Linked DNA regions of Rattus norvegicus: all the other regions are linked to region 1. The links are chromatin contacts, called in public Hi-C maps. All regions are on one chromosome and are shown on one strand. The core of a region is the stretch at or near the end of the contact, and the rest is flanking DNA. Distances in the headings are between cores, read along the strand shown.

Region 1 (2,700 bases), core at 150-2,649:
GCAGGGTGTGTGACCATGACAGCACTTTTGATCTGGTACCTTGGGGGGTATTTCTTACCTAGGGATTCATAGAGCATGTGTCAGTGGGTGCCTGTGGGTATCTCGAGAAGAGTGTGCCGCTGTAGCTCTGCACCGTGGCCTAAGCAGCAGGATGCTCAAATAATGGTCTTTATAAAAAAATTACTTCTGAGAATTCCTTACATAAGCATTGTGTGTAATCATTCCCACCTTTCTCTCCTTCCCAAACTCCTCCTGTGTTCCTCTCCCAAATTCATGATCTCTTCTTTATGTATATAACATGTAATATGTGCTTGCACAATGTATATTGTGCATATTCAAGCAACTGAATGCATGTAGCATTGTTCATATATACGTGAGTCCATAGCTGACCACTTGGGATTTAACTACCTGTTCAGGAATTATCCCTATAGGAAACTGATTCTCTCTCTCAGGAGCACTGACCACCTGTAGGTGCTTATCTAGGGGTGGGACCATGTGGAATCTTCCTTGCCCATGTCAGCATGACAACTTGGGTTGGCACTATGCTGTTCTTTTTAGGTGACTGTATTATTGAAATTTCATGGGTGAATTTTTCCTGTCATATCTATGGGGTCACCATCTAGCAGCAGACATCCTGGTCCTCTGGCTCCTACAATCTTCCTGTGCCGTCGTCCATGATTTCCTCTGAGCCTGTGTTGCAGCTGTATTAATTGGGTTTGAGCATCACACAGACACTTATTCTCTACATTTTTGAATCTCTGTAACTGTCTTTACCTACTGAAGAATGAAACTTCTTTGATGAAGGGCAAGGATTATACTCATCAGGGTAAGTGGGAGCATGAACTGTACATAGCATTCTTACATATATGTGTATATGTGTATGTTTATATGTATGTGTGGGTTATGTCTGTACTGCAGGATACACATATGTGCCTGTGCTTGGAAGGCCAGAGACTAACTTTCAGTATGATTCCCTGGAGGTCATACAGCTTTTCTTTGACAGGATGATTAGGTGAGACTGGCTGGCCAACAAGGCTAGAGGTTCTCCCGTGTCTGCATCATCCTCAGCGCTGAGTTTGCAAACTCAAATCATCATGTTTGATATTTACATGTGGGTTCTCGAGATTGAACTCAGGTCCTGGTGCCTGTGGCAAGTGCTTGCTCTGAGCCAGCCCAGCCCAGTCCTCTTGCTTTGTTCCTAAGTGAGCAGCAATGAGTGGGATCAGCTGGTTTGCTTTTTTTTTTTTTTAATCACTGGAAAAAGTCCACAAAAGCCTCCTGAAGGGTTCTAGGATTCCCAGGGAAGCTGTGTCTGTTCACACACATTACTGTCTAGTCAAAAGCCAACTCAGCTCGGGGCAGGAACATCTGACATCACCCCTCAGCCTGGCCCAGCAACCTGGCTGGAAAGCTTGTGGCTGGGAGCAGTGTGCCCGTCAGCACGTTACCCTCGACACGTAGAGTCTAGCTGGCGCTGGCTGGTCCGCGCCACGGTGTGACGAGAGGATGGCCAGACTTCATGAAGGCGGCTCATTTCCAGAAACCGGGCACAGTGCTGCTGGTGGCCACAGGCCAGAGCAGGCAGGGATGGTCATGTACTGGATGAACAGCTTAGAGGCCTTCTTCTACTAACTGTGCAGCTTGGATCAGTCTGAAGTGAGGTCTCAGGTTTAGAATTTTCCTCCAACCCATTCTGGTTGTGGTAGCAAGCCCCTGAGCCTGCAGACTAGCATACAGCTTCAAAGGAAGAAGCACTCACCTTTTCCTTTCTGAAACAGACATCCTGTCAGACGGAGTCTGTTTTGCTTTGAGAGAGTATCACTGGTAAATCCTGATGCCAAATACAGATGTTCTGGAGAGAGAAAAACAACAATCAGATCAGAACTTAAAATACACTGGAAAATTCCTGGTAACAGAAACTAACTTCTGTGAGGCCAGGGACTTGCAAATTAAACTCAGCAGCAAATAGAAATCTGTGTGTGGGGGTGGGGAGTTCACCTAATGGAAAGGGGCCAGGCAGATTGAACTCTGGTCCTGCCTTGATGGTGCACTCCAGGGCAGGTCCTGACACAGCCTCCTGGTATGGATGGAAACAGGAATGTGGAGATCCATATTCAGTCTGTGATCCTGTTTGCTCCAGGCCTCTATGGTGTAAAGCGATAAGTGTCAGTGCATTCAGGGTTCTGCCCCTGTAGATTTGATTGTGTATGGGGAACTGGTGGGATGTAACATGGATTCCTCTGCTCTGCGATGGAAGGGAACAGGGCAGGATAGACCAGAAAGCTCACAGTGTTGCCTGGTCATGCTGGAAGGTAGACAAGAGTCTCAGGCTGGCAGAGACTTTCAGACCTGAACTCTGGAGAGCTATGCCCTGGAGGGAAGAAACAAGTCTGAGGTCTAAGCTTATGTGAGCTGGAAGTTTCCACTGTTTAGGAAGTCAACCCTGGTGCAAATTTAGCTCATGGTATCAGATAGCCTGGGGCCTGCAGGATGCCCATGGTGGATGGTTGTGTGTGGTACCAGAGTCTGAGATATGTTAGGGATGAGGATAGACAAGCCATATCTAGTGCCTGTGCCTGGTGTGCACAAAGCCCAGTCACATTTCTCACAGAGGGAAATCACCTCTGGAAACTTGTGGTCCTTTTCAGATCTGCCTGTGGATGGGCCCCTGCTTGCCAGTATCCCTGCTAGGATTTTTCA
Region 2 (2,700 bases), core at 23-2,522, 330 kb before region 1:
GGATCCCGGAGCACAGGGGTAAGGCTCCGGGTAGCCGTCTTCAGCTAGCCAGAGAAATCTCAGAGGACTTCAGTTTTGGGGGAAGAGAACACTATGGAATTTGTGGCGATAAGATTAATTAGAGCTGAGGTTAGTACCTCATAGCACCACCACTGGGCTCATAAAAGCCAATAACACTTTGTCCTGACACCTTCATAGTAAGTTACTGGCATTTATATTCATATTCATTCTCTCTCTCTCTCTCTCTCTCTCTCTCTCTCTCTCTCTCTCTCTCTCTCTCTCTCTCTCTCTCTCTCTCTCTCTCTCTCTCTCTCTCTCTCTCTCTCTCTCGGCAACTGTTCCGTAATCCGGAGCAACCACAGCGACAAGCCCCTTCATGCCTCTCTGGAAGGACAAGCGGCACCCGTAACACGGTGAAGTAAGCATGCATTTACCAAACCAAACATTTAACAGACACACAAGTACATTACCGAAGCGCGCACACAGGAGGCACCCGCAAACACTCACCATTTATTTAGCCACAGAGTACTTTGCTGTCATTCGACATAAGCTCAGAAGGGAATTCAGACGCCTGGAGAGAAAGAGGATAAAAAGCAGGATATTAGGCAATCTTAAAGGAAGGTAGCCCCCTCCTCCCTTTACGAAAGTGCCAACAAGTCCCATTAAACAGGTTCATGCTACAATGCAGATCCAGACGCAACCCACACAGAACTTAGAAGTAGCGATTTCTTACATGACGCTCAATGCACAGTTTTCTTAAAAATAAAGTTAATGAACCTGTCTCTACGATGGGCTTTAAGAGTGACAGTTTCGGACGACCGGGAGCATCTGGGCAGCGGGGTACTTGCAAGCGAGTCTCACCTGCAAGGACAGGATGCTGATGTCCGTGTTCAGGGTGGTCAGCGGCGTCCTGGACGTTTGGTTCTGTCCAGGTCTCTGGTGGTGCAGGCTGACGATAGTGGGGTGCGAGTCCAGGGCGATCTGCAGGTCCAAGATATAATCGATGACGTGCTGCAGGATTTCCATCTTGGTCACCTTCTTGTTCTGGGGGATGCTGGGCACCAGTTCCTTGAGCTTGGAGTAGCAGTCGTTCATGTTGTAGAGCAGACTCATCGGGTCGTCCACCGGGGTTTTGCTCCGGGAGATGCCCAAGCTGTGGTCCGACAGGCTGTTTTTCCTAACGGACCTCACCGGACTGAAGGCTTTCATGCTGCTCGTAGGAGGAAAGGCCGGGAGGGAGCCGCCGCAGGGGGCTGAGGTGGCTGCGCCGCACCAGGCTCTGTTCAGAATGAAGCGCGAGCCGGGCGGGGCGTCTTTTATGTGCACTCGCCCTGGCCGCTCAATCGGGCATCCCTGAATCGCCATTGGTGGGAGGGGTGCCGTCCATCATACCAGGCGAATCCTCCCATTGGTGAGTGAGAGCTCTCGGTTCTTCCGCGTTCGCAGCCAATGCCCGTGGGGTGGGAGGAGCGGGCGAGAGCCCAGCTGGGGTGGTAAATTGAGTACAGTGTGCGCTGGGCACCCAGGGGGCCTGAGTGTGCAATTGTGCCCTCCTGATTCTAATTTCCAAAGCTGGCAGGACCCCTGCCCCGGGGGTGTGCCCGGAGCTAGCTATCCCCGCCCCAGGGTTTCCAGCAGCCCCGCGGTCTCAGCACAGCAGACGGGAAGTCACAGGTCGCTAGCGTTAGGGAGACAGCGACCGTGGCAGAAGGGAAAAGAAGCGCGCCTTTGGGAAGTCACATTTGTGGAGTTCCTTCTTTTAAGATAAAGCAAAAGCTATTTAAGGGGAGGAGGGGCGGGAAACCTACCCACATACACATTCACGGCAGGTTTAGCGTGGGATTTTGCAACTTGGAGCAACGCGGGAGGCCTTCTCGGAAACTCAGTGACACGAATTGTAGGGAGCACTGTGCGGTCTCCCTCAGACCACAGAGGAGCCCTGAGGGACCTGGTACGTCCGGGACCCCCCCTCCTCCTCGAGAACGAGGCAGAGTTAGTATAATGACTCCATTAATCGAAGGTCATTAGTGGGGTTTGCACACTGGAACTACATTTACATACATTGCCCTTGGTCTGTGCCCTTCAGTGTAGGTGGCAAAGTGATGCGATTAATTATGCGCAAATCGTGATTTCTGGTGTCAACATTCCAGCACTTACAGCTCTTGGGAAGCTCTTTGTCAGGTAGGTGGTCCTAGCTACTGACTGACAGCTTATCGCTGTTTTTAAAGAAAATTCTGTTACGTACGAGGTTTGGAATCTTTCAGCACCCCTCCTAGATGCAGCTACATTTTGAAAAAGTTTGGAGCTCTTGACTCCAACGCTTTAATTTCTGAATTCTTGTTCTGCTGAAGACTACTGTATATTAGTCGTGTATTAGAGGAAAACAATATTTATCTTAAGCCCAGAAAGGGTTTTTTTGGTCTCAATCTCCCACATCCTCTGAATGCAATAAAGAGAAAGAATGCAGAATCCGGGCAAAGCTCCGTGGTGAAGAAACAGTATTTTCCCTTCAATTAATGATTAATTCCTCAGCTGGTGGGCCAGGCAGTCTCTGACCTCCACGTGACAGCCATGTGCCCCAGGGCTTCTCTCTAAGGAGGCAGAGTCCGGTGGTGTAGTGGTGGTAAAATCCGGCCATCTCAGTTTGGAGGCTGCAGGACTCTCTGCCCTGCAGAGAAATCTGCACAAGGCTTGCACTGC
Region 3 (2,700 bases), core at 170-2,669, 330 kb after region 1:
GAGGACAGGAGAGAAAGACTACAGGCAGACTCCTGGCTAGAGTAACCAATGGGGTTCAACTTCAACCTTCCCTTCACCCCGAGATGAGTATGTGAACTTCCTTGGCTTCAGTTTACCCAGGTAAAAAATGGGAACATGGTCTGCTTTCTCTGTGTATGCTATAAGGCAGGTGAAAGTGTCCACATACCTCGGTGACCAGCAGAGTCTCCTCCCCAATCATTTTCACTGCTACCCTTGGGCAAATCTGTGTGGCTATGTATTTTGGCTGCAAAGCATGCTGTGCCCTTAGGGGCTTCAGTGTGGATTCTTGCATTTGTGACACATCAGACTACAGCCATTTGTCAAGGCAAAGGAAGACCGCAGGAGGAACTGCTGAGCTGCAGGCCCATGCAATGGGCTATCATAAGTATATAAATTAAATGGCCCTTGTTACTGGAAGCTTATGCTGTTCCTCTTGGGATAAAAAGTTTTCTGAATACCTTTAGGGTTACCTCCTCCACAGAGTCCATAATAGAATCCCATCAAGACACGACTTTGCCCATCGTGGCAGGTAGGCAGGCAACATTTTCAGAGCTAATGGCTAGAGACCAGAGGTACCCATTCCACACATGTTCTATTTATTGTCGATGTGTACGTGTACTACGTAATACATTTACATCCAAAGCACTCTGAGAGACAACCTGTCTGCTCCCTCATTTTTATACCCATTGAAAGAGTAGCAATGATTCATCTGAAATGACAATATCGGGGTCCCCAAACCCCACCTGCACGGCTCTTTCCAGAACATTGCAGGAGGCATCACAGCGAATGAAAAGACTATAAACTGAGATTCAGAAGTCTGGAGGCAAATCTGATCTGTACCGATGAGTTCTGCCTCCTGATTGCTTAAGCCTTCAGAAGCTCACCCTCTTTATCAAGTGAATATAGGTATTAAGTTTTTGCCTATAGCATTGCTGTGAGGATTAAACAAGGTGCTGTGTGTGACAGCACCTGGCTCCAGGCAGGTGCTTACTGAATGTTAGTTAGTTTCTTCCCCGTCGCAATAGAACTTGCATATTTATTGGTGCTTGGAAACAGGAGAGAAACCGGAATGAACAAAGGCTTCTGAGGGTACAGCTGGCCCAGTGCCTGCACTAGGAGGTGTACACAGGTGAGTGCCTTTAGGCATCGACCTGGACCAGATACTGAGCACCAGAGCAAGAGAGCAATGGGATCTTTCTTTTCTGGGAACACAAATTAACCGGCCAGGATGCTGTGGGCAATAGAAAGGAGGTTGTGAAACCCACAGGTGGCCCAGAGCATTGCAATGACCAGAGTCAATGTCAAGGCTGTTTTCCTCTGGGCTATACTCAATGCCAGGTTTGCAGGGACCACAGCCAAGTCAAACAGGGCTGCACACAGTCAGCATTGCACTTGCTCCAGGCTCTCCCAGGGATGGCTTCACCAGGCTCTGTGGGTCAAATGTTCACCCCGTGTCACCAGGAGGCAGTGCACCTGTACGGCTGTTATATGCCTGCTGAGAAAGCAGTCCCTCTGCCTCACCGCCCTCCCACCAGCCCCTCCAAAAAAAGCCAACAAAAAGGCTTCCGTGTTTGCCTCTCTTTAAAGCACAGAACTCTCACTGAGTGCAACTTGTCAAGCCCTCCGCCAAGCCTAAACATTTGCCTTGGAACAGGGCCATCGGAACACAAGGAGTCGCCACTGTCCCGGGCTGACGTGTCTTAAAAGAGCTTCAACAGTGGAAAGGCCGTGAGCTCATCACTGTACCACGTAGATGGTCGAGTCTGAAGATTCAAATGAGAGGATGATTTGTTAGAACCAAGGAGAGGTCATTACACAGTGCCCTAGAATTTCAATAGTGTTTCCGACACAGCCTCTCTTTACTCTGTGCCGGCTACGTGCCTGGGCTCCACGACTACTATCTGTATTTGGTCTGTTCTGTCTGGACATGGACAGAGGCTTGCAACAGAGCTAGGTGGCTTGCCCACTGGGCAAATGTGTGATGGAGTCAGAGCTCAAATCAAAGTGAGATTTATTTGTTACAAAAGATCAGGTGGCTCTGACTATCACACACTAGGCACGAAAGCAGGCAACAGAGAAATGAAAACCTCCTGAGATAAGAGGCTTAACAGAAATGCAGCTATCCACTTAGGCAGGCTGTAGTCAAACAGCAGCCTCGAGAGGGCAGAAGGATTGTGAGTGTGTGTGTGTGTGTGTGTGTGTGTGTGTGTGTGTGTGTGTATGTATGTATGTGCCTGTGTATCTGTGTTCCTGTGTGTCTGTTTGTCTGTGTGTGTGTTTGTCTATGTGTCTGTATGTGTGCGTTTGTGTGTCTGTGTGTGTGTTTGTCTGTGTGTGTGTGTCTGTGTGTGTGTGAGTGTGTGTGTATGTATGTGTTTGTGTGTCTGTGTATGCATTTGTCTATGTGTCTGTGTTTGTGTGTGCGTTTATCTGTGTCTGTGTGTATGTATGTATGTATGTGCCTGTGTATCTGTGTTCCTGTGTGTCTGTTTGTCTATGTGTCTGTATGTGTGTGTTTGTCTGTGTGTCTGTATGTGTGTGTCTGTGTGTGTGTATGTATGTGTGTGTTTGTGTGTCTGTGTGTGTGTGAGTGTGTGTGCGTTTATCTGTGTGTATGTGTGTTTGTCTGTGTCTGCGTGTGTGTGTGTTACATTCATATCAAGGCTATGGGACAGCCTT
Region 4 (2,700 bases), core at 172-2,671, 270 kb before region 1:
AATTCTTTGGTGTTAGCTGCCAAGTGACCGGGACTCTAATGCATTACTGCACTCAGCTTGCATCTTTCTACGTCTGTGTCTGGCCCCGAGACCAGTGCCAGCTGCACTGCATGCTGGGTAGGCAGATGGCTGCTGCCAAACAGACACCTCATCAGCATGGGCAGTGAGGGCGATGGGCTTCTGGCGCTCTGTCAGACCGTGTCCAGGAACTCAGTCTGAGTGGCACCCTTTGTGTAGAAGCTGCTGGATTCCCTGGGTGGCTTCCTCTCAACCCTCTTAGCTTGCCCACACTGTAGAAGCATCTACCAGAATGCCTAGAAGAATTCATTTATCTAGGCTGGTCTTTGTCTTCCTAGGAGCTGGCTTGGGCCTGGGGGCAGAGGTGGGCGTTCTCCTCCACAGGGGATCTAGCTGAGTGGCTTTACAGTACCCCCACTCTTCCAATCTCTAGGAGCAAATTGTCCCTCGCATTTAGTCAGCCCTCCAGGTCACAATGTTTGGAGATTCCAGTGGGGCCACAGTTCCCCCATGCATCCACCCCTTTGTGACCTGAATGCTTGTCTTCCATGAAAAGCTATAAGGCTTCTCTGTGTGACCAATTCTCAGACTTGAAGGGCAGAGAGGGTCATGGGACCTCTGTTCAGGGTCTGCTCAGGGTCAGGGTGAGATTTGACATGGTCACTAAGAGCTTCTCTAGGGAGCTTCGTAGAAACTATCTGATTTTCTCATTGTCACAGAGTCAAACAAACCATAATTGTTTCATGACACAAGCCACCAGTGCCATATTTTGTCTTGTGGAGAATGTTTGACAATGTCTCGAAGGGAAAAATGAGGCCATGGGTTAGGGGGCAGTACTCATGCCTATCTGTTGTACACAAAAGGCACTCCCATTCCTCCACCACCTAACCTACTCACTGGAATCCTGGACCCACCAAAAGTCAGAGAAGTAGAAAGAAAAAAGTCTACTCTGCTGGTTTGTGGAGTTTAACTTCCCAAGCACAGATGATCGATTAATTCAGAGATTCATTCTTTCATTCACACTAGTAAAATTTATTCTGTGCTGGTCATGATGCTAGGTGGCTTGTGGGAGACACCACCCTGAAAAAACTTAGCATCCTGACACTTATAGACTTGTGGGACAATCGGTTTGGATCCTAATTCTGACATTTCCTGTGTCACAGTGGGCAACTCATTTAATCTGTTTGGGTCTTAGCTTTTATTTACAAAATGGGGATAGAAATTTCTGCTTCACAGAGGAGGCTGCGGTAGGTGCTTGATTAAGGCAGCTGCCACTTGTCTATGTGCTGCCATTTTTCTTTAGTGGGAGAACTGGGAAGCTTTGAATTGCTGGCCCTCCAAACACTGATCACGGGCTATCTTGAGTCTCAAAGTCCCTTGGGAGAGGCTCCAAGAACAGCCTTACTGGTCCCTGGGATGCCAGGTTGCAGACAGTCTAACCACCAGAATTCAGGCAGTAGCTGCACTCTGTTCTAAATTCCGTTTCTCCGTGTACTCTGTAACTGGGCCACTCTGTCAGACATCCTGAATCGTTAATGACCTTGAGAAGCAATCCCAGCTCTGAATGTGGGATTCTGTTCTTTGAAGTCACCCACTTTCTTTGTGGGTCTGTTCTCCCCTCTCAGGCACGCCTCTTCCAGCTTTGATGGTGCCACTGTAACAACTGGGTTTGCAATTATTAATTCCTGTGCACAGCAAGGTGCAGTTTTAATATACAGAAAATATAATTGCTATCTTGTGTAATCATTTTCTGAGGGCTGAAAGTGTAACCTTTAATTAATATTTCATCTGCAGGCGGGGCGGGTTACTTGAATAGAGCCTAAAAATATTGCTGTCCCTGTATGGAGAGAACGTGAATCGTGAGACACACAGCCAGTGTCTGCTACGCCATTGTTCGAGGTTGCTTCTAAAATTAAAGCGGTTAACCCGTTAACCCGTAATCACATGGGCTGCGGCTCCTGGAGGTGCAGGGCTGGTAAAACGGCACAGGGACAATGAGTCTACGCTGTAGTTCTCAGCTGCCACCTGCCTGCAGCGACAGAGCCATTGCACCTGCCTGAGAAGTGAACGTGGGCATAGGGGCTGGTAGACCGAGGAGTCTCTGATCAAAGCCAGCTTCGTGGAGTATGACCTACAGGCCCTGGGCTGGCTGGACTTCCATAGGCCACTGGGTTAAGGAGGCAGGACAAGTACCGTCTTTGATGTTCCAGGAGCAGGACACCTGAAATTCCGAAGTACAGCCTGAGAGAGGCCAAGTGTGCTCCCAGTACGCCTGGGAAGCCCAGATAGGGAAGGACAGCAGTGAGGGCTGGTTAAGGGGCCTAGAGAGGAAGGTCAAGAGTGTGGATAAAGGAGTCTCTGAGGCTTTAGTGGATCATTGTGGTTCTGAATGGCTCCTTTCCAGTTTGGGGATTCTGGCTGATTAGGGTCATAGTGCTGGCTGGCTCTCAGTGAAGAGCAAAGTCCTTAGTGCTGCACGAGGTGTGTGCGGGTTTGCATAGTTGACGAGTCACAGGACATTCTGACCTTAGTGACGTTCCCCTGAGACCTGGGGCAACATGTGGATAGTGTCCTTTCTATGCCTGGATCTCTGACTGTACTTGGCTCTGCTCCCCGTCCCTACAGCCATAGGGAAGGAGCCTCTTCCCATAACGGAGGACAGTGAGCCAAGTGTGACTGAGG
Region 5 (2,700 bases), core at 3-2,502, 370 kb after region 1:
GAACTTAAGGCAACTCACTGTAGACCAGGATATCCCTAACAATTCTGTCCACCAATGCCTCAAGCCCCAACCAACTATCTAGCCATATAATGGTCAAGCAGGGTGGCATCAAGTCTTTGAAATCTGTTATAAGTGTCAGGATGAGTTTTTTGCGGGGAGAGGCTGGAGCTATAACTCAAAGAGTACTTGGCTATCATATGCAATGCCCTGGGTTAGGTCCTCAGAATTACAAAAACTGGGCATACGGGTGTAAGTTTGTAATCCTAGCTTATTGGCTATGGGGACAGGAAGGTGAGAGGTTTAAAGTCATCATTGAATTGACAGCCAGCCTGGCTTATATGAGATCTTTGCTCAGGACAAAAATGAGTGAAGAAAGAAAAGAACAAAAAAAGGAAGGAAGGCAAGGAAAAGAAAGGAAAAGAAAGGAAAGGAAAGGAAAGGAAAGGAAAGGAAAGGAAAGGAAAGGAAAGGAAAGGAAAGGAACCTTTTATGAAGACTTTCTATGATGCCCTAGCTGGCCTGGAACTACTTATCATGTAAACCACTGGCCTTAGATTTGCAATAATCCCCCTGCCTCTGTCTTTTGAATGCTGAGATCACGGTTGTGTATCATTGAACATAGCTCTTACATCTGGTTAGTTTAGAGTCTTGACCTTTGATTTTTAACTGTGCCAAACCAAACATGCATGTAGGAATTCTCTCTCTCTCTCTCTCTCTCTCTCTCTCTCTCTCTCCCTCCCTCCCTCTCTCTCTCTCTCTCTCTCTCTCTCTCTCTCTCTCTCTCTCACACACACACACACACACACACACACACACACACACACACACACAAACACTGTACCGCACTCATGTACTGCCCTACAGTTTGAGAGTATTCTATGTGAAGGAAGCAATGTGGTGGTGGGTTGACTGTTCTATTTTATTCCCTTCTCCAGATCAAATGATGAAATGCATTGAAATATTTTTTAAACGGTAAACTACTGTATGTATATCAAGTATGTCTATAAGTGCACACATATTTATACACAAGAATAAGAGCTGATCCCCTAGAATTCCTAACATCATGTGCCTCCTATTAAAGACTTGGCATTTCTTGAGGGTGCTGGAGGGTGGGAATACACATATGTATTATAAGTCATTAGTAAATTCTGTTAATGTTTCATAGAAACAAACAGACAGTCACACACATGCACGCACACAGGCTACTGGTCCCTTTGGGGGATGTTTGCTCAAGAGTCTGAGCTTGGCTGGTCCCATGCTGTGTCTCAGGGCAGCCTTGCACAGGTGTGAGTGTGGGCGGGAACTGAGTTTCTAACTGAGGGAGAAAATGATAAAGCAAACAGGAAAAAGGATCACAAAAACAACTTTGTTTGATCTTTGGTTCCAAAATAATAGCTTGAGCAGAAAAGGGTGAAAGTGAAGTGGTTTAAGCAATGCTGGGAGAGGAGAACGGGGTCCAGAGAATCTAAAGCAGAGGGAGGGCTTGGCAATGCTCACCTCTCACCACAACGTGCCTTGCGTTTGACACATTGAGTCTCATCGCATGAAATAGCACACATTAGCGTAAGTGCAGAGCTGCCCTGAAAGGTGTTAGAAACCTGCTTCTGCAGTGCTGCTGAAGCCCTTGACTCAAAGCAGCCCCACAGGCCTCTGCCGCAGTTTGTTTCCTTCACCTTTGTACTCTTACGGCTCCAAACTGCAAGGACTGGAGCTCAACAATCGTTTTCCATTGGTGGCTCAGCTTCTGTGAGCTGCATAGCTAAAATCCACTTCTGTTTTGTTGTCAAACTGTAAATCGGCTTCTATGCTGGGCTTATGGGAGAGGAAGGAGAGGGCTGAAATGAACTGCCTTACAGGGGTGGGGGAGGGGAATGGGATAAAAAGCATTCCTGGGGTTTTACATGACCTCTGAAAGCCTCTTCTGCCTGCAAACTTTAAGCCCCAATCTCTAATCAATTAGCTAACTAGCTCCCCCTTTTGACATTTTCTTACAGACAAAAAGTGTACAGTGCCCTGTGAAGCAGGTGGTGCTAAGCTAGCACATAAACCCCTGCTGTTGTTAGGAATAAAAATACAGGGATGCATTAAACCCTTCTCCATGCAGTGTGCAGCAGACATCATTTTAATGATTCGTGCTGCTTTGCAGTCATTTTTTAATTTAAGGATATTTTGAAAGAGCCTATAAAGAAAAGGTGACAGACATCTGAAGAACTAGCGAAAAGTCACTTCTGACTTAAAGAGTTAAAGTCAGCATGAATTTAATCATAGATACAAATAAGACCCCGATACACCCACCCGAGTCATTTATTTTATGTGCTGATGATGTCCTTACATCATTTATTCTGTGTTTGAAATTTTATTTAACTTACTTTTTTTTTTTTTTACTTTTATCTTAAACCGGAAACAAAGAACTACACCGGAATGACAACAAGAGATTTTTCTTTGCCCATAACAAGTGGTCATGTTTTTGTGTGGTTCATCAGGCTAAGTTCAGAGCAAGCAGAGGCCACTATGTGGTGTTCACGTTGTAGAGGCCAAAAGGGGAGAGGAAGTTACCCACGCTGAGGTGCTGTGATGAGGTCTCACCCTCTCTGTAAGTCATTTTCTGGTTGCATATTTGAATCATGAAAAACTTTTTTTTTAAAATAAATTCTTGGTGTTTAGCCTCAATCTCCAGGGCTTTGTTATCCGAGGTCTAGC

What was found. Hi-C and Micro-C count contacts between places; a contact is called where the count stands out from the background.
Region 2: a Hi-C map of liver shows a contact between it and region 1, with 1.8 times the contacts expected there. The contact joins the promoter of Id2 here to the enhancer-like site in region 1. A contact is called at or near these places in 9 of 12 Hi-C or Micro-C datasets (the A7r5 cell line, the Rat2 cell line, Schwann cells and 5 more) and 1 of 1 datasets of contacts at active chromatin or transcription factors (oligodendrocytes).
Region 3: a Hi-C map of liver shows a contact between it and region 1, with 7 times the contacts expected there. The contact joins two enhancer-like sites. A contact is called at or near these places in 2 of 12 Hi-C or Micro-C datasets (both in liver).
Region 4: a Hi-C map of liver shows a contact between it and region 1, with 4 times the contacts expected there. The contact joins two enhancer-like sites. A contact is called at or near these places in 2 of 12 Hi-C or Micro-C datasets (both in liver).
Region 5: a Hi-C map of liver shows a contact between it and region 1, with 5 times the contacts expected there. The contact joins two enhancer-like sites. A contact is called at or near these places in 2 of 12 Hi-C or Micro-C datasets (both in liver).

The regions. Positions count from the first base shown.
Region 1 is chr6:47,803,657-47,806,356 of GRCr8, forward strand. All of the region lies in intron 4 of LOC102557053 (a long non-coding RNA gene), which reads left to right. Among named protein-coding and RNA genes, the nearest start is that of Id2, 330 kb to the left of the region's middle. Within about 2 kb of position 1,400, at least 4 of the 93 cell types and tissues checked have an H3K27ac peak or open chromatin away from gene starts, as enhancers often do. A contact at or near this core is called in hepatocytes and liver, where this site is marked.
Region 2 is chr6:47,469,723-47,472,422 of GRCr8, forward strand. Id2 (inhibitor of DNA binding 2) reads right to left here and starts at 1,273. Exons shown (of 3, transcript NM_013060.4): 1 at 862-1,273; 2 at 508-571. The coding sequence starts at 1,209. The coding sequence ends at 515.
Region 3 is chr6:48,129,447-48,132,146 of GRCr8, forward strand. No RefSeq gene overlaps it. Among named protein-coding and RNA genes, the nearest start is that of Rnf144a, 620 kb to the right of the region's middle. Within about 2 kb of position 1,420, at least 6 of the 93 cell types and tissues checked have an H3K27ac peak or open chromatin away from gene starts, as enhancers often do. A contact at or near this core is called in liver, where this site is marked.
Region 4 is chr6:47,535,005-47,537,704 of GRCr8, forward strand. No RefSeq gene overlaps it. Among named protein-coding and RNA genes, the nearest start is that of Id2, 65 kb to the left of the region's middle. Within about 2 kb of position 1,422, at least 25 of the 93 cell types and tissues checked have an H3K27ac peak or open chromatin away from gene starts, as enhancers often do. A contact at or near this core is called in liver, where this site is marked.
Region 5 is chr6:48,172,514-48,175,213 of GRCr8, forward strand. No RefSeq gene overlaps it. Among named protein-coding and RNA genes, the nearest start is that of Rnf144a, 570 kb to the right of the region's middle. Within about 2 kb of position 1,253, at least 4 of the 93 cell types and tissues checked have an H3K27ac peak or open chromatin away from gene starts, as enhancers often do. A contact at or near this core is called in liver, where this site is marked.